4 separate regions of the Mus musculus genome follow, and regions 1, 3 and 4 are each linked to region 2. Evidence: chromatin contacts called from public HiChIP or PLAC-seq data. All regions are on one chromosome and are shown on one strand. Each heading gives the region's core, a stretch centred on a gene start, on an enhancer-like site or on the middle of the called end of the contact. The rest is flanking DNA. Distances are from core to core; before and after follow the strand shown. Region 1 has its middle 68 kb from the start of 4930401O12Rik. Region 2 holds the start of Foxq1 (forkhead box Q1). Region 3 overlaps G630018N14Rik (a long non-coding RNA gene). Region 4 overlaps G630018N14Rik (a long non-coding RNA gene).

Region 1 (4,842 bases), core at 1,129-3,628, 250 kb before region 2:
GTAGTCTTTCTGCCATCCTCTGGGAAGCAGGAAAGCACAAGGAGACAGATAGACAGACACAGACACAGACACAGGGACAGGGACAGAGAGACAGAGAGATAAGGGAAATATAAGAGATGTTGGGTGTCAAATATTCATTTATATTCATTTCAATCACATCATTCCTCAACAGCTTCACTAGGGTCCACCTCCTAAAGGTTCTACCATCTCTTCTCAGGTCTCGTGGGCTGGAGACTGAGACACCAACAAAGGTCTATTTGGAAGCATTCAAATTCTAAGTTATAACAAAGGCTGAACACGGGTTTGTCTTTCACCTACCAACATCCCCTACTTCTGAGACAACATAGCTGGGCATGAATAAGGTTAACCATTGAAGAACTTCTTGGGCTTTAAAAATGTTATATCTGCTTGTACTGAGAGCCCCTGTCCTTACAAATATGGAGTTCACTAGCGTGAAGCATGCTCACGCCGTCGCTCATTCATCAGCAACCCCCACCTGCAGAACCTTGCATCTTCCCAAATGGAAACACTGTTCCCCTTAAACACCAACTCTCCACTCTCCTTTCTCTGCCCCAGCCATCACCATTTCCCTCTTCCTCCATGAGTTTAGTCACTGTGGATGGCTCGTATGAGTGGGACCACACAGTATTTGTCCTTTGGTGATTGGCTTATTTCTCTGATTGGAATGCCTTCAAGGTACATTTGTGTCATGGTATGTGCCAGAATCCTTCTTTTTAAAGGCTGATTAATATTCCATTGCATGCATGCACCACATTTTGTGCATCTGTTTATCTGTAGGTAGACGCCTGCACCCATGAGTTAGTCACTGCAGATGATGTCCATGCACATATACATGGATGTCCACAGAGCCTCTTACTGCTGGAATGTTGTGGCCATGGGCAGATTATGAGATATACCCCTTTGTGACTCTTTGATCTGTGTTACAAGGGCCCTGGCATCATGATTTTGAGTACATATTTTCTTAGATGACTTTGGCCTCAGAATTGGTCACCCCAGTAAACTGGTGATGGTTATTTCATCCAACTTCTTAGAAGGTGGTGTGACCAGACCTATGAGTTGCATTCTTGGAGTCTATGAAGAGTTGGACTCCATGTTGTGATTCTATCAAGGATCGGTATCTTAATTGAAAGCAATAGGAGGTGGAGCTTTGGCCACATACTTGAGTATTCTTAAACTAATGGGTCTATATAGGTCTCAGAGCCTGTATAATCCCAGTCCTGGAGCAACACTGGCAGAAAAGAGGCTAGTATGTGGCCTGCAAAGGCTCAAGCTTTTCCATTGAATGAGAATGCATGACCGCAAGACCTGCAGTCAAAAAGATATTCATGTTTTTTTTTTTCTGAAAACTTGGTTGTTTGAGAAATATGAATTATGTTGAGTATACATACCCATGATGATTTTGAATTAGTGGAGTTTTCCTTGTTCCCACGTGAGAAAATGGACCTTGGCAGGTTGGCCTTTGGTTTGGTTTCATAGTCTTGTTCTCGGGCCAGTCCACAGGCTAGGTGATGACATCACACTCTGATCAGTTCTTTCCTCTGGATCCTTGGCATTTGGTCTCTTACCAGGAAGCATTTATCTCTGCGGCATTTTCTTACCCATGCCACCCTGTAATCAGTGGTCCCAGCTGTGACTAGCCTGCTGCCTTCTCTGCAGCCTCTGTGGTGTGCAAGGAGGGAAAGAGTTTCCATCGCTCAGACTTTGGTTAGTTCCTGTCTCTTTTTTTTTTTCTCCATATAATTACCTGGAGACATGTCATGTGTGTTCCAGTGATGAGTTGTGGCATGCAACTTGTATAGGGAAGAATACTGGGAACATGGAAGTGGCAGACAGAAAGTCCTAACCTAAATCATTACAAAGTTTACACTAACCTGCTTGCTAAACAACAGAGAGCCGCTGAGTGCGCTGTTTGTTCTCTGAACACCACGACTCCCATTCCTAATGTCATACAGAACTACCTCCTATCGCTTGCCTTGAATGTGACTAGAACCTTAGTGAACGTATTAACCCCTATTGAGAACTATCAAGCAGCAGACATAGAGAATGCCATGGATAAATCAGCAGTGAGTTTCCCTCCCTCTACTGATGCCATCCTGGGATGAAACAGCAACTGTTTCCAAGGGTGATTCCCAAAGGGACAAGCCATGCTCTGCAGGAATGAGGAGACTCCAGCCTTAGCAGCTCCAGGTGTTTCCTTGGCTGCCTTGGAATCCTGTGAAAGTAAAGTCCTCTGCTGCTCTGAGCTAAATGCTGAGTGTTCCCAGGAGACAAGTGATTTGCTGCCTTGCTTAGAACTGCAGTTGGATGACCCTGCCATTGTTGGGTCTTAGGTCCTGGGCCAGCCTGTGACACTTCTCTAGAATACACAATATGTCTGTTCGCTCTGCAGTTCCCATGCCTGGCTCCTGAGCAGTACAGTCACCTGCACCCCAAACCTCCCTACCACGAGTGCCAGGTGGCCTCGTGACAGCGAAGAGGAGGTACAGGTGCATTGTTAGCATATTTTCCAGAACAATTACTTTTATCAGCCTGGCTTTCTTGTCACAGAATGCAGTCCTTGGCAGGAAGTCACAGGTCTGTTGATTTTACAAGTAAGATAAACAAACCTCCCTTGACACACAGGACAGCGGAATCTGTGATTTCCCTCCACCCACACGGAGCAGGGCAGTTGAAGTCCAGTGGAGCAAAGGGTTGGGTTTTAAATATATGAAGCAAAAGTCAGGCTTTGCTTTCTGACAAGATGCCCCTTTGTAACCAGGAAGGAGTGGGCCCCATCTGCCTCACCTAGGGGGAACTCAAGCCAGGGAGAAAGATACTCAGAGAAAGGGTTGGCCCACTGCCCAGGAACACACTTGGACCTTGAATGGTCTGTTTCAAATGGGTCCCATCTCCTGCGTGAAGTGATTATCTGTGAACCTGAGAAACAAACAGAAGCGCTTTTCTAACTGTGCAATTGATCATGGAAAACTAAGCTTAGATAAATTAGTATCATTTGAAGCCTGTTTAATGAAAATTACAAGCAGCCCTCTCTTGCTCCCAGATGAAAACTAGGGCTGTCTCCCTGTTTGTTGGTCATTGATAACAGAAAATCCCACCAATGCCTTAAGATACAAAAGCAATGCCCAAGCAGGATAGTGTGCACAGGGCAGATGGCACCAGAATAGTGTATCCCTCATGACCCAGCTTGGCCTTTGGCAGTGTCCCATGATAGCAAGACCTGTGTCTTGTTTCTTTTCTAGCTCTCTGTTCTGTTTGTCAGGCTCTAGGTTTTGCTTCGTTCCAGGGACAGCAGGAAGGAAGAGATGTAAGGAAAGAGTGACTGATACCTGCCTGGTGCTGTCATAAAACAATTCCAGGGACCACAGACCTGATGGAGTTGATTCTTCTGTGGGCATTTTCATGCATTTAATGGGAGTGAAAATAACAGTTTGAAGGCCATGAAGGTTTGCTTGTAATTCCCAAAATGAAAATAGCACATTTTTCTCAGAATAATTCCAATCTTTAATAATTTGGATGGCTCTTACAGCAGAAAAACTAGTCAGTAGGTAACAAGCATGCCACAGCGTTACATGGAGGAAGAACAAAACAGAGTTTGTGCTCCACCTCTGTGGTGTGTACCAGCCCTGCTCTTCTTCACCTCATGGTTACTTTTGCTTCTCTCTCTGTGGGTGCTGGCTCCTCAGGCCTCTGAGCCTGGGCCTCATGGAGAGAGTGAGCCTCACCTCCTTCCTTCATGGGTGGAGAAGATCAAACCCAAAGCAACTGGTAACATCCTCATTTCTCCCAAAGGAAAGGCGTCTCCCTCAGTGTCACACCCTAGAGCACAAGTTCTTTTATGCCAGGGGGGAAAATCAGCCCAACTATGAAAATGGAAGAATATTACAAGATTTGAGGGAAATTAGGAGACTCCTCGAAGTACGTGTCACATAGTCAGAGTCAACAAGAATGAATTCAAGGAGACTGTTTCTGACTGAGGAAAGAGAAAAGGGCTGGGTACTTATAAGCATCCATTTGTACCAACCCCTGTGTGGGGTAAACTATGCTAGGGTTCTCATTGTCATTTACTTGCTGCAACAGGCAGGATCTAATCAGGTTTGAATAAGAAGGCCCCCATAGACTCATATATGTGACTGCTTAGTCCCCACTTGAAAAGGATTAGGAGTTGTGGCCTTGTTGAAATAGGTGTGCCCTTATTAGAGGAAGAATGTCATTGTAGGTGAGCGTTGGGCTTTCAAAAATCCAAGCTAGGCCCAGTAACTCCTTCTTCCTGCTTGCCAAGGGCCAGGATGTAGAACCCTCAGCTACTTCTCTAGTACCATGTCTGCCTATGTACCAGTGCTTCCTGCCGTGATGATAATGGACTAAACCTCTGAAAGTGTAAGGCAGCCCTAGTTGAGTGTTTTCCTTTATATGAGTTGCCATGGTGCAGTGTCTCTCCTTCTCAGTAATAGAAACCCCGACTAAGACAGTGTCTGAAGCTTAATCAGTCTGCAGCTTTTTTGTTTTGTTTTTTAAGAACAATGTGTCAAAGGTTCTGAGTAACTGTTTCTAGTGAATTCGCTACAATAGCGGGGTTGGAGAGATGACTCAGCAGTTAAGGAGACTTGATGCTCTTACAGAAGACCAGTGTTCAGTTCCTAGCGTCCATGGCAGGCAGCTTGCTACCACCTGGGACTAAGGTCTGATGTCATCTCCTGGCTTCTCCTGGCTTCTAGGAGCATGTGCATAAAAGTACAATCATCCATGTGACACACACATATATAAACAAATCTTAAAGTGGGGTGGAGAAGAGTTGTCATGATAAAATTCTAGGAATTTTTT
Region 2 (4,562 bases), core at 2,049-4,548:
CTGGGTTTTATCCACTACTGCCACACGCACATCCATCTCCATGTTTTCAAAGGCTTTGGCTCCTATAAAATAAACCATCCCTCCAAACTAGAAAGATGTGGGTTAGAACAGAGAACCAAGTACTCCCGTTCTTGACTGTTTTCACTAAATCCAAAGGAACATAAAAGCTAGACTTTACCTTTGCTGAGTCCCTTTTCTGCTATCTAGCTCCTAAGTCCCAAGCCAGGCCCTCTCTGAGCCCTAAAAGCCACTGGACATGAGAGCAGAGCCTTGCATTTTACCCAGGACTTCCTGCATTATCCCTTTCTTTATGCCTGAAGCTTCCTCCTTCTTAGTCACATTACACTACACATCTGAGCCTCAGGTCTCCACCAGGAGGCTGTTTCCAGTTTCCTTTCCCTTCAGATCCAATTGACTACTGCCAAAGGTTAATAAGGAAAGACACCCAGCCATTTCCATACTGCTGGCTTGAGGATCCACCAAACCAGAAGAATTACTGAGCTAAGTGAACCCAACTTCTAGACAGTGGGGCTCATAGAATACAAGAGGCAGGGTGGCATGCCTAAAGATGGTGAAGAGAGAAGACATTTGGACGGTTCTATGGTCTTCTTACTACAAGTATGTTCATTAGTCTAATATATAGAACACGTTGTCAGCATTTCCGATAGGAGTCTATTCTAGTCTACACAGTCACCTGAGACAGATTAGTTTCTTTCTTTTCTAGATTAATGTTTAGGAACGGGGCAGGAAAACACTACCCCACTAAGAAAAGAACAGTGTCCACAGGTAAGTTTCTGTTGCCGTCCACAGCTTCACTTCTCTCTTCATAAAACCCACTTCAGGGAGGAAAGAAGGTCACAGAGATCTGAGTGTTTCCTCCACATAGCTCAGCTACTCATCTCCCTGAAAATTAAAGGGCAAGAGAAGTAGCTAGTAAGCCTTTCGCAACCTCAGCTACTTGGTCAGGCACCACCCACAGGCACTTATCAATCCATCAATTATCAGAATCCCCAAAGACAAAGCTAAAGGAGACATCATCAAAAAAAATGGGGGGGGGGGGGAATTTGTGAAGAAACTGGAGATTGGGGACGAGGAGTTGGTGTCTGTTCTTTTAAACTTGGAAACCCCAACCTCAAGGGTGTGGGGATAGAGATTCGGAAAACAGACATCTTTCTTCTTCTCTTCTTGCTGTTTTCCTTTATCATCCATAGAAGGTGAATGAATTCTCCAGACACAAAACATCAGCTCAAAACAGTCAAATCAACTGCAACCGCATAGAAGAGTTTTATTTGTGATTTTTAACTTAAGACAAACTTTTTTCTCAGCACATGGTATCGATGGGGCAAGAATAGGATATACAGCCAAGAAATAAAGACAAGACTCCATCTTGATGGAGTCTGTATCCTAGTTCCCAGGTTCCTCTTCCCCTTCCCAGATAGCTGGACCCAGCCATTTTCCTCCTGGGGTCTTCCTCTCCGAAGTCGTCGTAGTGGTCCATGGGTAGTATCTTACCTAGCCATTCCAACCTCCCAAAGAACTCTCAAAGTAGAAAGAGTTGCCCCACCCTCACCCCAGCTGAGAATTCTCCATCCTCCTCTCCTCCCCCATCACAAGCTCCAAACCCAACAGTCAGCTTAATAGGGACGAGGAATAGGCATTTCCTCGCCTAACCAAGATCAAGGTAAGGAGAGTATCTGCTGCAGCTAGTGAGAGGTGGTGACGGATGAAGTGCGGGACTGGCAGTGAGGTGGACTGGCAGTGAGTGGATTAGCAGCCACTGGTGTTCCTAGGCCTGGAATCTCCCTATTGCCTATTGCCTATTGAGTCTTAACCCTCCTAAATGTATCTCCTCCATAAAACAGGCACGCTGAGTTCAAATAAGGACAACCTTCATTAACAATGTCTTTTATCCCTGGCCAAATCAATGCTTTGTCACCTTGCACTGGGCTAATTCTCATCCCAACGCACTCCCCTGGCCAGGACCTAGGGACCATCCATTTGCGGGCAGGAGCTAAGAGGAACCCCTTGAAAGAGGCTGTTTTTCGAGGCTGGAGGAACGCACCACGTGGTAAACAGTTACTCCCTGCATACTACAAAACATCAGATTCCTGCTGGCTGTCAAGATGCCCACTGCATTCTGAGCGCCTTTACGGCTTCTTGACTTAAGAGAAGAGAAGCTTGTGTATGCTTTCCACACAAATGGTGGAAAGTAATAAAATAAACTTCAAACATGCTCTCCCACATAGTCGCAGCCTCAACATTATTCGCAACAAAAGCAGGAAGAAGGAGGAAGCTGGCGTGGTAGGCATAGGGTCAAAAGTGCACCCTTCCTAGTGCAAGGCCCCTTTCCTTGGAGAACTGACACAGAGTTGTCAGGGAGTCGGAGGAGTTGCAGAAGAGGCCTCCTTTCCTGTTTGACACCCGTGCCACTAAAGCCAAGGCAAGTTCTAGAGCACAGTTGCAGACAAATAGCGATAAACACGCCTTGCCTTTGCCTCATGCCCCAAGGAACACACATCCTCCCGTGATTCTTGTTGATTGCTAGACCCGGGCACTGCATGGCTGTGGGCAAAGCCCACGTCACAAGACTTCGGAAGGGACTCAAGGCAGGCAGAGCCGGGCACCTCTCTTGCAAAGCGGCCTCCCGGTAAAAGTATGGGGCGTTGCCTCCTTCCCCCCAGAGCCTCCAGCCAGGTATGACAAAATAAAAGTGAAAGTCGGAAGCCGGCTAAGAAACAAGAGGCACGATCAACCAAAAAGAATCATAGAATTTCAAGCTCGTGGTTTTTACTTGTTACAAGGGGTAAAGTTGGCCATAGAGAGGAAGTAAGAGGAAGGGCACGAAAGAGGTCAATGCAAAGGCTGTTCCACGGGGTGTCTGCAGTTCAGCGATTCAATTATCACCAGGGATTTCCTTTCCTAAGAATATTGGCTCTCCTTGCCAAAAAAATCCGCAGGCTGCACGCAGCGCGCAGCTCAGGACGGCGGCCAGACCTATGCAACCAGTCCCTCGGCCTAAGCCCTTTTAGGTGTCTCTCTGGAGCGTCCAAAAAGTGTCAGCTCTACCAGGTATAGGAGAGCAATCGTCTTGGTGAGTCCGGGGGGCGCAGAAACCCACTCGGTGGCCGCGGGAAGCCAGAAGCTCCTACCTGCGCAGCGGGGCGGGCGGGGCAGCCGCACAGGCGCGCACACTCGCGCGCACACCCTAGCCGTGCGCTCGCTCCCCATTGGCGAGACCGAAAGGGCGGGGCCGGCCAGACCCAAAACAAACAACCTGCGCCCGCGGAGACTCTGTGGCCGCGCCGCCGCGTGGCCTCGGCCTGATGAACGCCTTGGGGGGAGCCGCGGCCACCTCGGCCACCTAGTTCCCCCACCCCCTGGCCGTGGGCGCCCAGGCCCCGCCCGCGCGGAGCCGCCGCAGGGTTATATTGGGCCGGACCGAAGGTGGAGGCGAGATTCTGCTGCGGCCGGCCAGCGCGGACATGCTGCCCGGGAAGCCGGGGGTGGCAAGGCGGCTGCGGGTGCGGCGGCCTCGAAGACTCCTTTCTATGGGCTCTCGAGGCTGAAGACGTCCTATCCTCAAAAGTAGCGGGTGCGCCAGCAGACGTCAGGTCGGTGCCTGAGACCTAGACATCCAGCGAAGGAACACTTTTGGACGCCCAGACCGATAGCATAAGCGCCGGCTCGGTCCTCCCAGCACGAAATCCTAAGGCTGGTGTGTCCTGGCCCCCGCTTCGCAGGGTGGCCCCTCATTCCTCGCTTGTCTTCCGCTCAAAGTCTCTAAACCTCGGAGTAAGGACAGCACTGCACCAACTTCTATCACTCCACTCCTCACTTCACCCAACAATCAAAACCCCTCCCAAAAAAAATCCCAGCGGAGGAGAACCTTTCGGAAAAGCGTCTCTCTCGGAAAGACGCAGGAGCGGTCCCTCCCAGGAGAAGACAGACTCAGCGGGCCACGGGATCGCCACTCCGGGCGCCACTCGCTTCCTACGACCTCGCAGGAAAGGGGTAACTGTGCCGGACTGGAAGCACCAGCGCCGGCATGAAATTGGAGGTGTTCGTCCCACGCGCAGCCCACGGGGACAAAATGGGCAGCGATCTGGAGGGGGCCGGCAGCAGCGACGTGCCATCTCCACTGTCCGCGGCTGGTGACGACTCCTTAGGCTCAGACGGGGACTGTGCAGCCAACAGCCCGGCGGCGGGCAGCGGCGCCGGGGATCTGGAAGGTGGCGGCGGCGAGAGGAATTCGAGTGGCGGGCCGAGCGCCCAAGACGGTCCGGAGGCAACTGATGACAGCAGAACGCAGGCCTCCGCGGCAGGGCCGTGCGCGGGCGGCGTGGGCGGCGGCGAGGGCGCGCGCAGCAAGCCGTACACGCGGCGGCCCAAGCCCCCATACTCCTACATCGCTCTCATCGCCATGGCCATCCGCGACTCCGCGGGCGGACGCCTGACACTGGCCGAGATCAACGAGTACCTCATGGGCAAGTTCCCCTTTTTCCGGGGCAGCTACACGGGCTGGCGCAACTCCGTGCGCCACAACCTCTCGCTCAACGACTGTT
Region 3 (4,826 bases), core at 1,500-3,999, 230 kb before region 2:
CTAAATGAATTACATATTAATAATCAGGATGCCCAGTAGAGATTTTCTACTTCCTTCAACTTTTGACATTGCCATTCTTCTATAGAGAACTTTGGCCTTCACACACACACATATGTATATAGAGATATAATATAGATACCCACACGTATGTATGTATGTATATGTATATGTAATATAGATACTCATTTATTCAGGTGCTTCAGCAAGCCATGTGGGTTGTTATTTAGTCAATGTGCTACAATCTGCATTGGCCACCGGAAGCCATTCATTTGGTACCTATGTCCTTTCCATGTGTTCCCTCCTGGAATACATCAAATTCTGCTAAAAACATGCCCATCCGGACTTGGAATATTCTAATCCCCATCTGGAAGCAGCCATCTCTCCAGGGTCCTCAGGCAACTTCATGATTGCCTGAACCTCCGAGAATCCTCTTCTTGGTGCCATAGACCACTCTCCAGGCCATAGACTTGGACAGCATGTTGCTGAGGGCTGAGACAATTGATATTTGTATATCTCAGCAGTGAAAGATGTGGTTCCAAGACTAGGTGATGAGTTTCCACTTTCATCATCAACTTAGAGGACCTCCACGGTGCATATCAATGTCCAGAAAACCTCCAGACCCACTGTATTCAGTGTATGTCCTTATTTTCTCAGGCTCCTGTGTGCAACCAGTGCTACCAGTTTCTCAGCATCCCACGCTGCTCTCCTGCTCACCCTTCTGAGCCGCCCAACCAGTGAGTCTCAGGGTCTGTGACTTCCCTCGCCTGGATTGCCACATTGAACTCTTCAAACACATATTTTAATTTTAATTTAATTTATTATTAACACTGAGTCTGTATATGTATGGTGTGTGTGTTTGTGATTTGGAGTCAGGGGGTACACGCAGGTGCCATAGCCTGAGTATGGAGGGAGGAGAGCAAGTTTCTGGATTCAGGCCTCATCCTTCCATCAAGCTCAGATGATCGGGGTTGGAGCAGCGCTTTGATCTGCTGACGCATCTTGCTGGTCATTGATATGCATTTTTAAACAAAGTAAAAGAAAGAAATGGGAGCACAATGACTATGTTTCCAAAATATCTATTTTTTTCTCACTCTGCGGACATGAAAAGCAGGGAAAGCATAGACCTAAATGGGAGGAGTCAGAGGGAGAGAAGATTCTTCAGGGAAGCATCTACAAGCCATGCCCCCTCTCACAGACAACACTTCGTTAGATTAAGTTATTGCTTCCAGTAATTTTCCACATCGACTACTGAAACTAAAATAAACAGAATTTTCCGGTTTTGGAACTGTTTGGCAGTAACCATAAAATCGGTCAAAGATTTATTACTAACTTATCAGGGGGAAAGTTTTTTCTGCTTTCAGTGTGTGACAGGGCCGAGCAGAACGGAGGAGGCCCCACTCCATTGACAAATAAACCCTGCGAATTTTGACATAATTAACTCTCATTGCTTTTATTGCCCCAGCTGAATGTAGGGTGAGTGGCCATCGTACTTACAGCTTGGCACGTGGCCTCCACTGTTGGGGGAAGAAACAAGATGCAGGCGTCATCACAGGGCCTCCAGATGAAAGTGACAGGAGACAGACATTCTCATTCTTATCTCAGGGGCCCACTCGAGTTTCAGAAGTGGGAGAAGCACAGGGGTGTCTGGTGATCAGCTGCAGCTTCTTATGGCTGTGTCATTGCCCGGTTCCATGAGTGTCCAAATGAGAGGCTCAGCTTGAAGGAATCCGTCTCATCCATAATTCAAACCGTTTAACTCCTCGGAAGAGATGTGCCAGCATTTGCTTTCTAATTAAGATGTGAGCACAATTCGGTGGACTTTTAAAACTTTACAACCTTTTGGGTTTACTTTGGACACGTCTACGTTATTGTAATTTTCTTCCCTACCCACATTTGTGGCTAGTTGAACAAAGCTACATTCAGCGGGACTTCTTTCTTAAATGGTGGCTGCTGTCCACCCTTTTGATAATACACATGGCACTGTCATCCCCATCTGTGTTGGGCTATCCTGGGACACACACACAAGCCTGGACTGGACATTCCTGTAGTGTGCTTCTGGTGAGTTATGCCGGTGAGATCTCTTTAACCCGGTCATCAAAATTCTTTGCTTTGCTGACCGTAGGCTAGTCCAGGAGTGCCTCAAGCCTGTTGTATCAAAAGGGGCCCTTCAAAGGGCCTCTTGGAGTAGACACAAGATGAAGCTAGCAGGGTTCATACACGAGAGTGACTCTCCACTAAGATGTATCCTGAGTTTAGTCACCAAAGAAAGAGAGAAGACACTCAGGCCCACCCCACCACTCCACTACCCCCCACCCCAAACCACCCTCCCCACCCCACCCCACCCCACCCCCGAACCACGGTGTATTTGCTGAGTTCAGAATCCCTTCCCTGGTGGCGTGTGACCTTGCTGTGCCCTGCTCTCCGAAGGTCTGAGTCACCACTGTGGCAAAGGAGTCAGAGGGCTCCTTGTAGACACAAGGGAACAGATAGCACCTTTTAGGAGCCATTGAATCAATGTCAACTGTAGCTTAGGGCATGTCAGGGCTGTAGGAACGGAATACAATTCTATAGGGTGTGAACCAGGCTACAGAACAATAGAAAGAGAGACGGTGTGTTTATGATTAATAAGAAAAATCACGGCCTTTATTTATCCTGGCGCCGTGCCAGCCTGTGGGCCACAGATAGGTGTGTGAGGCCCTTTGTTGTGGAAGCCAGCATGGCAGTAAGTATGTAGGAAGAACCTTCTTCCATTGGCTGGGAAGGCAGCAAGAGGGAGAGAGAAAGTCAGTGCTTTGTGCTGTTTTGCATTTCCTCCTGGGGTGAAAGCAGCAAGGTTTGCCCAGAGTCCTGGCTTGTTAGTGTCCTAACTGCCAACACCACCAGCAAAAACTCTCATAGAAGCCGGGCGGTGGTGGCGCACGCCTTTAATCCCAGCACTTGGGAGGCAGAGGCAGAGGCAGAGAGAGGCAGAGGCAGAGAGGCAGAGAGGCAGAGGCAGAGAGGCAGAGGCAGAGAGGCAGAGGCAGAGAGGCAGAGGCAGAGAGGCAGAGGCAGAGAGGCAGAGGCAGAGAGGCAGAGGCAGAGAGGCAGAGGCAGAGGCAGAGGCAGAGGCAGAGGCAGAGGCAGAGGCAGAGGCAGAGGCAGAGGCAGAGGCAGAGGCAGAGGCAGAGGCAGAGGCAGAGGCAGAGAGGCAGAGGGGCAGAGAGGCAGAGGCAGAGGCAGAAAGGCAGAGAGGCAGAGAGGCAGAGGCAGAGGCAGAGGCAGAGGCAGAGGCAGAGGCAGAGGCAGAGGCAGAGGCAGAGGCAGGCAGATTTCTGAGTTCGAGGCCAGACTGGTCTACAGAGTGAGTTCCAGGACAGCCACGGCTACACAGAGAAACCCTGTCTTGAAAAACCAAAAAAAAAAAAAAAAAGCTCTCATAGAGAGATCTGGCACCTCATCTTATGCCATTCGGCAACACAGTGATCCTGGAAAGCCCCACGTGATTGAACAGGGACGACCGGAAGCTCATCAAGTGTCTGCACTGCACTTCGCTCCAAGGATCCCCGTCTCAGCACCACCGGATAAAAGACAAGACAGATGGTTAAATACAGAATGGGAGCTGGTTCTTCACACTACAAGATGCTGCTCTGTTTCCTCTGCGACTCCTGGGTTGACTTGCTCTAAAGTAGACACCACAAGATGCAGTGACTCTTGGATCCAGGTCAGAGGCAACAGAAAGGCCACCAGGAAGTAGGGTGGAGGCTCCCGGGTTGTGAAGAGGCAGGGTAAACTTTGAGCTCCCACGTATTGGCATCTTGCACGGCACAGACCCAGGATGGTCAGGTTTTATTACCTTTCGGAGAAGCCAGGAGCACTGAATGCTGGAAGTTTTCTAACTGTGTTTGCGTTGGCAGCAGATTTTAGCTTGCATTTCAGTCATGTACCTGTGAACAGCATTTGGTTCACAGGCCGTGACCTTCACCGTGTGGCATCTCTGGAACAATTCCAGGAACAGAGTCTGAGGGTGGAGGAGTAGAAGGCAAAAGGGGGCCTCAGACAGTGCTAAAGCAGGGACAAGCCCTGGAAAAAGTAAGACCTGAATAAAGTTGAAATGGTTAGCCCTCTAGAGGGATCTGAAGGAAGGCATGTGCTGAGGTGAAGGGGATATCGCCAAGTGTGTGGTACCTGCCTTTAGTTATAGCACTCAGGGGGCAGAGGCAAGGCAGATCACTGTGAGTTCGAGGCCAGACTGATCCATATAACAAGTCCCAAGCCAGACAGGGATACATAATGAGACCTTGTCTCAAAGCAAAACATAACAAGAAAGCAAAATTAAAAGGGGGTAATAAACTGAGAAGAAATGACTGGGTATGACGGACTATATAACCTAAACTATCTGGATATTCAATGAAAATAAGAATCACACCAACCAACCAAAACAACAAAGCAAAGACAAAATGGAAGTGAATGCAAACCCCACCCAGGCATTGGGACCACGTGCCGTATAAAGAGCAGTATATAAAACCTGAGAGGTAGGTAAAGCCATTTAACCCTCACGATGCCAGCAGGTGCTCATCTCGGCTCCTCTCACATCAGAGATGAAGAAACTGTCCACAGCTACCTAGGATCACTCACTGCCTAAGATCACGGCTCACAGTGGATTCCAGATTTGTTCTCTATTTCCATGCTGGGTCCTAAAACCAGAAGTGAGAGCACATAAGATGGACTCACCTTGGCTCATCAATGCCTGCTTCCCAGGAGACTTAAATGAGGAGAGAGTCTGCTTAGCTCCATCCTGTTACCTGAGCTGGGTAAACCAATCCTGACCAGAAAAAGCAGGGGCC
Region 4 (4,641 bases), core at 1,657-4,156, 190 kb before region 2:
ACTGAGCCTCTCCTCTAGCCCTGCTGCCCTACCTATCTTTGTTTCTAACAGACTTCCATATGGCCATGGTCCAATGGTATAAGACTCAAATGCCTATTCACCTATCACACCCATCTTTTCTCAGTCTACATCACATTGACATATTTATACTGAGAGTGACCTCAGAGATCATTCAGTGGCTCCTATTTGTTTCACAAGGGAGGAACTCAAAGGCCCACAAAGTTGACCCCACACAAATGGGGCACGCGTCAAGTCTCCCATCCCCCAACATCTGACCGCATTTGTGCCACTATGTGACAGACCTCCCAAGCACACATTTTACTCTCGTTGTCCTCTGAATTCTCTCCAGAAAAGATATGTGGAAAGGTCTACTTAGACTGTATTTCTAGCTCCCTAGAGCCCATGAGCCCACTGTCTTTCAGCCAGCAGACCAGAGAGGGATTGCCACCATAAAAGACAAAATAGAAAAAATGAAAAATGATAGTCTAAAGGCCAGCAAATGTCCAGGTCAGTCAGTCCAGGGCAAAGACAGGAAGACATGAGTGCAAGAGCTCTTACTTAAGTATATAGAGGATTATTTCCTGGGGGATGAGTCAGCAAAGCTGATGCATCATCTCTCCTGTCAGATGAGCAGCAATAAAAATGAGCCTAAATACCTGTACAACAACAACAACAACAACAACAACAACAAAACAATAAAACAACAACAACAAAAAAAAAAAACAGCAATAACAAAGTGTCTAACAGCACAATACCCCAGAAGGTGTAAATAACAAAGTTGGGTTGTATGGCTCATGATCCTAGGACCTGGAAAGTCCAAAGAGGCACATTGGCAAAGATCCACTCAGCAGCATGTGGCAGACAAGTGGGTGTGTGTACAAATTTTTTTTTGCTTCTGAGGTACATAATCCACTACCAAGACATCAGTTGGCATGAATGCTCTCTGAGCATGGTGACCCTCGCCCTCTACTAACCACAACGTGACAGTACCTGTTAACGTCCTTCCAGCTTTCTGCAGTGTTCCAGTGGAGACTAAGCCACCAGCACATGAACCTTGGAAGACAAGTCAGAGGTAAGCCAAAGCCAAAAGTTCATAGAAAGAAGACACAAGCCATGTTAAGGACTCCCATTCAACCCCTGGCATAAATGGTCCAAAGATCTATCGAAAACTATGGAGAAGGTTCAATAAAACTTGGTGACAATAAGACACAAGATGAAAGTTTAGGTCTCAGGCCTTCAGCACAAGTACTCAAACACCAGAATTTAACCAGTCAAAACCCAGGAGGGCCTTTACCTATTCTCCTAGCACAATGCCCATACAGGAAAGGATTACTCAAAGGTACTTCTTGACTCTACATAAGGTGACCCAAGGAGAAGATCTCAGAACACCACTAGCCAGCCTTAAACACCCTTCAGGTTAATTACTGACCTCCGTGTCTAGTATGGTTGGTTTAAATAAGGTAGGTTTCTCCTCCCCAGTTTAATTCAGATATTCAAGAGAAGGTCCGAGTACTTCTGCTTGTTGTTTTCCAAGTGGTAACAGAAATACCTGAGGTGATCCACTTACCATTGTTTAGTTAAGCTTTCTACTGCTGTGATAAAGCACCAGGGCCAAAATCAACTTATGGAGGAAAATGTTTATTTCACTTACACTTTTGTATCACAGTCGATCATCAAAGGGAGTTAGGGCAGGAACGCAAGGCAGGCTCTGAAGCATAACCCATGAAGGAACACTGCCTTACTGACTTGCTTATCCCAGCTTCCTCTGCCTGCTTTCTTATACGATCAGGGCTACCATTTCAGGAATGGTAGTACCCACAATGGGTATGTGAATCTCAAGAAAATGTCTTACAAACTTGCCTACAGGCCACTTGTATGAAGGCATTTCCTCAATTAAGAGTCTATTCCCCCCAAAATGTCTAGGTTTGTGTCTAATTGACACAAGCCAACCAGCATGCTGTTTTTTAGGGTGTCATTCCATGTACTTGCTGCTTAGACTTTTGCTTTAGGCCTGCAACAGGCCAGAATGTCATGGCGGGAGTAGGTAGGGAAGGAAGCCACTCACTTCATGGTGGGCAATGAGCAAGGAAGGATTGAGGAGATGGCAGGGTCTCTCCAGTGACATGACTTCCTACACCTCAGCTCTGCACACTAAAGGTTCTATCCCATTACAAGAGCACCTCAGGTTGGGGATGTCAGTCCCTGGGGAACAGCTGAGACCCAAACTAACAGCACTTATTTAGTTTCTGTAGACTGGGTGTTCAGAGGTAAGAAACAATCAGTCAGGCTCTAAAGTATTCATGTTTGACAATAGTTCCTCATCAAGGACGGTCTGGACACCACCCTTGGGAATCAACGCCCTGACATTTGCAAGCCATAGTTTATTGCTTCTTCTCCAGGCTGCCATCTGTTGAAAGATAAATTATAGAGGAATCAAAACAACAGTCTCCCTCAGCAGATCATTCTTTTCTGAATAATACCACATCTTTTAACACCCCTCTTTGAAAATGAATTTCTGCTGGTGGGGTCTTAACTGTGAGATACAAAGACAGCACGCATAGCCCTAAAACTATGCAAAGCAAAGTCCTGACTGCATAGGCCCCAGCCATATTTATTTTCCCTGGGCCAATAGCATAGTCTTGGGTAGAAGCCAATTCTAAACCAGAGGCATGCAGTAGCCTAAGGTATGAAGTACGGAATCATAGACCATGGGAAGTGGAAAGACATTGAGAGCCTATCTAGACAGACCTCTTTGGTGGACAAAGGACTCCCTTGACCAGAGAAGCTGAAGGTAAGCTGGGAGGTTTAAGGAAAGGTGGCCCTCGACGCTATTATCTCCTGAGTCCCAACCTCAGAGGACTTTTGCTTCTCAGGTCACATGATCAAGAGGCCTGAAGCTAGTGCTGAGCAAACGGAAAGGAGAGGGCAAGGTACAGAGATGGCTGTCCTCCTAAGTATGCATGCTTTTTGTGACCCCATTTGCTTTGCCTTTATTCTTGAATAGCACGTAGTAGCCTGGTTTAAATTTTCACCAGGTGGTGCTGGAGGTTAAGTGTGAAGGAATAACCTCTTGTGTGTTTTCTGGGAAATCTAAAAAGAATATGAAGCCATCACAACTACACTTCCCTATTCACTTTTGATATTTTAAAAAACAAACAAACAAACCAATGCAACTGGAAAAAATACAGCTGAAGAGAACCCTGCAAAATTCACCTTCTTCCTGAAAGAAAAATTAGGGGAGGAGGGAGGAGCTACAAAGCAAAGAGAAAGGCTGTCAGAGTGTGAGTGGCTGGGCCAGTTCTCCCTCTCTGGTAGGCCTCAAGTTCTTGGTTCTCAGAAGTCCATTGCTCAGGAGGCCCTGGGGAAGGAGCTAAGAATTGCTTGTTGTGACTCCATCAGTTACCTTCTGGCCAGCTCAAAGCTTTGTCCACAGCACTGGGCCTGTTGCTCTGGGCTATGCAGGCCTGTTTCCAGACAATAAAGTGTTGTCTTCTGGGATGCTCTGCCAGGACCACCTGCAGACAATGTTTATAAACCCTGGCAGGGACTGATTGATCTCACAATGGGACTGTGTAACATAAACACCCCATTATTCTATAAAAGAATATGCCCAACACCACCTAGATCTTCTAAGAATAGAGCTCCCGGAGTTACAATGTGCACAGCCACTTAAGAAGAAACAGTCTTTCCTTTGAAGCAATATTAGCATTAGCATTTACTTTATGCGGGGACAGAGTGGTATTTTAACCTCTCTGGAAACCATGGTTCAAAACTGGAGCAGAACTCAGAACTCTTAAATTTCCTAGTTTGAGGGTTCTTGGAGTGTCCTGACTCTGGGTGTCTGTGTTTCTGGGTGTGTGCATGCTGTGTCCACGTGTCTGCGTACGTGTGACCTTCAGAGGTTTGCTTATTTGAGCATTCATTTTTTAAAAGGGCACACCCAGAGGAACTTTATGAGGTGACATACTGGAATGTAGTCGCTAGGAAAAATGTTTTTTTAAAAGAGAAAGTGGGTGAAGCCAAATTTGAGGGGAAAAAAAGCAGGGAAGGCAGGAAGAGGAGATCAGTCTGTGATTGGCAGAGATAAACACACAGTAAATAACAACAACAACAACAACAACAACAACAACAACAAACCCACAACACCCAATGAACAATGGCTTCTCACTCCAGAACACAGCCTGGCAGAGTTCATTTCTCAGGACTCAGTTGCTTTTAACTTAACCAATTTGGTGCTCATTAGGCATTAAATATTAAAATAAATAAATAAAGTCATCTGTTAAATAGATGCTATTTATATTTGGAAACAAGAGATCATTTCTAAGCCCAATGGATTTTTCTACAACAAACGAATTTGGGGTTAATTTAAAGCCAATTTCTTCCTTGAAGGGGCAGGAAAGCTGGCGACCATGCCTGTGTGCTGGCTGCTTCCAGGAATGTCCTTTTACCAGAGGTGGGGTAAGTGGAATTATCCTGTCCCTGGATGCAAAAGAGACGTCACATGGCATCAAGATTTATGACCACCAGAGCTGCCTGTGGGAACTTGTAGGAGCTCAGCTACAAATGTCTCTGTTGTCACCATAACATAACTACCTGAGGTGATTACACACTCGAGAGGAAAAATAAACAGTGAACAAAACC

Evidence for each region. HiChIP or PLAC-seq counts read pairs in DNA pulled down with a chosen protein or histone mark.
Region 1: a contact with region 2 is called in a FOXA1 HiChIP or PLAC-seq map of pancreatic cancer cells. The contact joins the enhancer-like site here to the promoter of Foxq1 in region 2. A contact is called at or near these places in 6 of 39 promoter capture datasets (embryonic stem cells, hippocampal neurons, liver and 1 more), 1 of 484 Hi-C or Micro-C datasets (gonadal supporting cells), 9 of 115 datasets of contacts at active chromatin or transcription factors (craniofacial prominence, embryonic forebrain, embryonic stem cells and 5 more) and 2 of 9 other capture datasets (liver and pancreatic islet).
Region 3: an HNF4G HiChIP or PLAC-seq map of pancreatic cancer cells shows a contact between it and region 2. The contact joins the enhancer-like site here to the promoter of Foxq1 in region 2. A contact is called at or near these places in 5 of 39 promoter capture datasets (embryonic stem cells, hippocampal neurons, liver and 1 more), 5 of 484 Hi-C or Micro-C datasets (the AML12 cell line, Sertoli cells, gonadal supporting cells and 2 more), 13 of 115 datasets of contacts at active chromatin or transcription factors (bone marrow-derived macrophages, embryonic forebrain, embryonic stem cells and 8 more) and 5 of 9 other capture datasets (adipose tissue, embryonic stem cells, liver and 2 more).
Region 4: a contact with region 2 is called in an H3K4me3 HiChIP or PLAC-seq map of intestinal villus epithelium, with 9 times the contacts expected there. The contact joins the enhancer-like site here to the promoter of Foxq1 in region 2. A contact is called at or near these places in 5 of 39 promoter capture datasets (the 3T3-L1 cell line, embryonic stem cells, hippocampal neurons and 2 more), 1 of 15 datasets of contacts at CTCF or cohesin (the NIH/3T3 cell line), 8 of 484 Hi-C or Micro-C datasets (the AML12 cell line, cerebral cortex, cochlea and 4 more), 8 of 115 datasets of contacts at active chromatin or transcription factors (bone marrow-derived macrophages, embryonic forebrain, embryonic stem cells and 5 more) and 3 of 9 other capture datasets (adipose tissue, embryonic stem cells and liver).

Annotation. Positions count from the first base shown.
Region 1 is chr13:31,306,708-31,311,549 of GRCm38.p6, forward strand. No RefSeq gene overlaps it. Among named protein-coding and RNA genes, the nearest start is that of 4930401O12Rik, 68 kb to the left of the region's middle. Within about 2 kb of position 2,379, at least 33 of the 459 cell types and tissues checked have an H3K27ac peak or open chromatin away from gene starts, as enhancers often do. A contact at or near this core is called in extraembryonic endoderm stem cells, liver and pancreatic cancer cells, where this site is marked.
Region 2 is chr13:31,554,872-31,559,433 of GRCm38.p6, forward strand. It overlaps Foxq1 (forkhead box Q1), which reads left to right and starts at 3,299. Exons shown (of 1, transcript NM_008239.4): 1 at 3,299-4,562. The coding sequence starts at 4,046.
Region 3 is chr13:31,325,147-31,329,972 of GRCm38.p6, forward strand. The region is part of intron 9 of G630018N14Rik (a long non-coding RNA gene); the gene reads right to left. Among named protein-coding and RNA genes, the nearest start is that of G630018N14Rik, 82 kb to the right of the region's middle. Within about 2 kb of position 2,750, at least 43 of the 459 cell types and tissues checked have an H3K27ac peak or open chromatin away from gene starts, as enhancers often do. A contact at or near this core is called in the AML12 cell line, extraembryonic endoderm stem cells, intestinal crypt epithelium and 2 more, where this site is marked.
Region 4 is chr13:31,366,480-31,371,120 of GRCm38.p6, forward strand. G630018N14Rik (a long non-coding RNA gene) reads right to left here. Exons shown (of 10, transcript XR_003950526.1): 5 at 991-4,641. Among named protein-coding and RNA genes, the nearest start is that of G630018N14Rik, 40 kb to the right of the region's middle. Within about 2 kb of position 2,907, at least 10 of the 459 cell types and tissues checked have an H3K27ac peak or open chromatin away from gene starts, as enhancers often do. A contact at or near this core is called in intestinal villus epithelium, where this site is marked.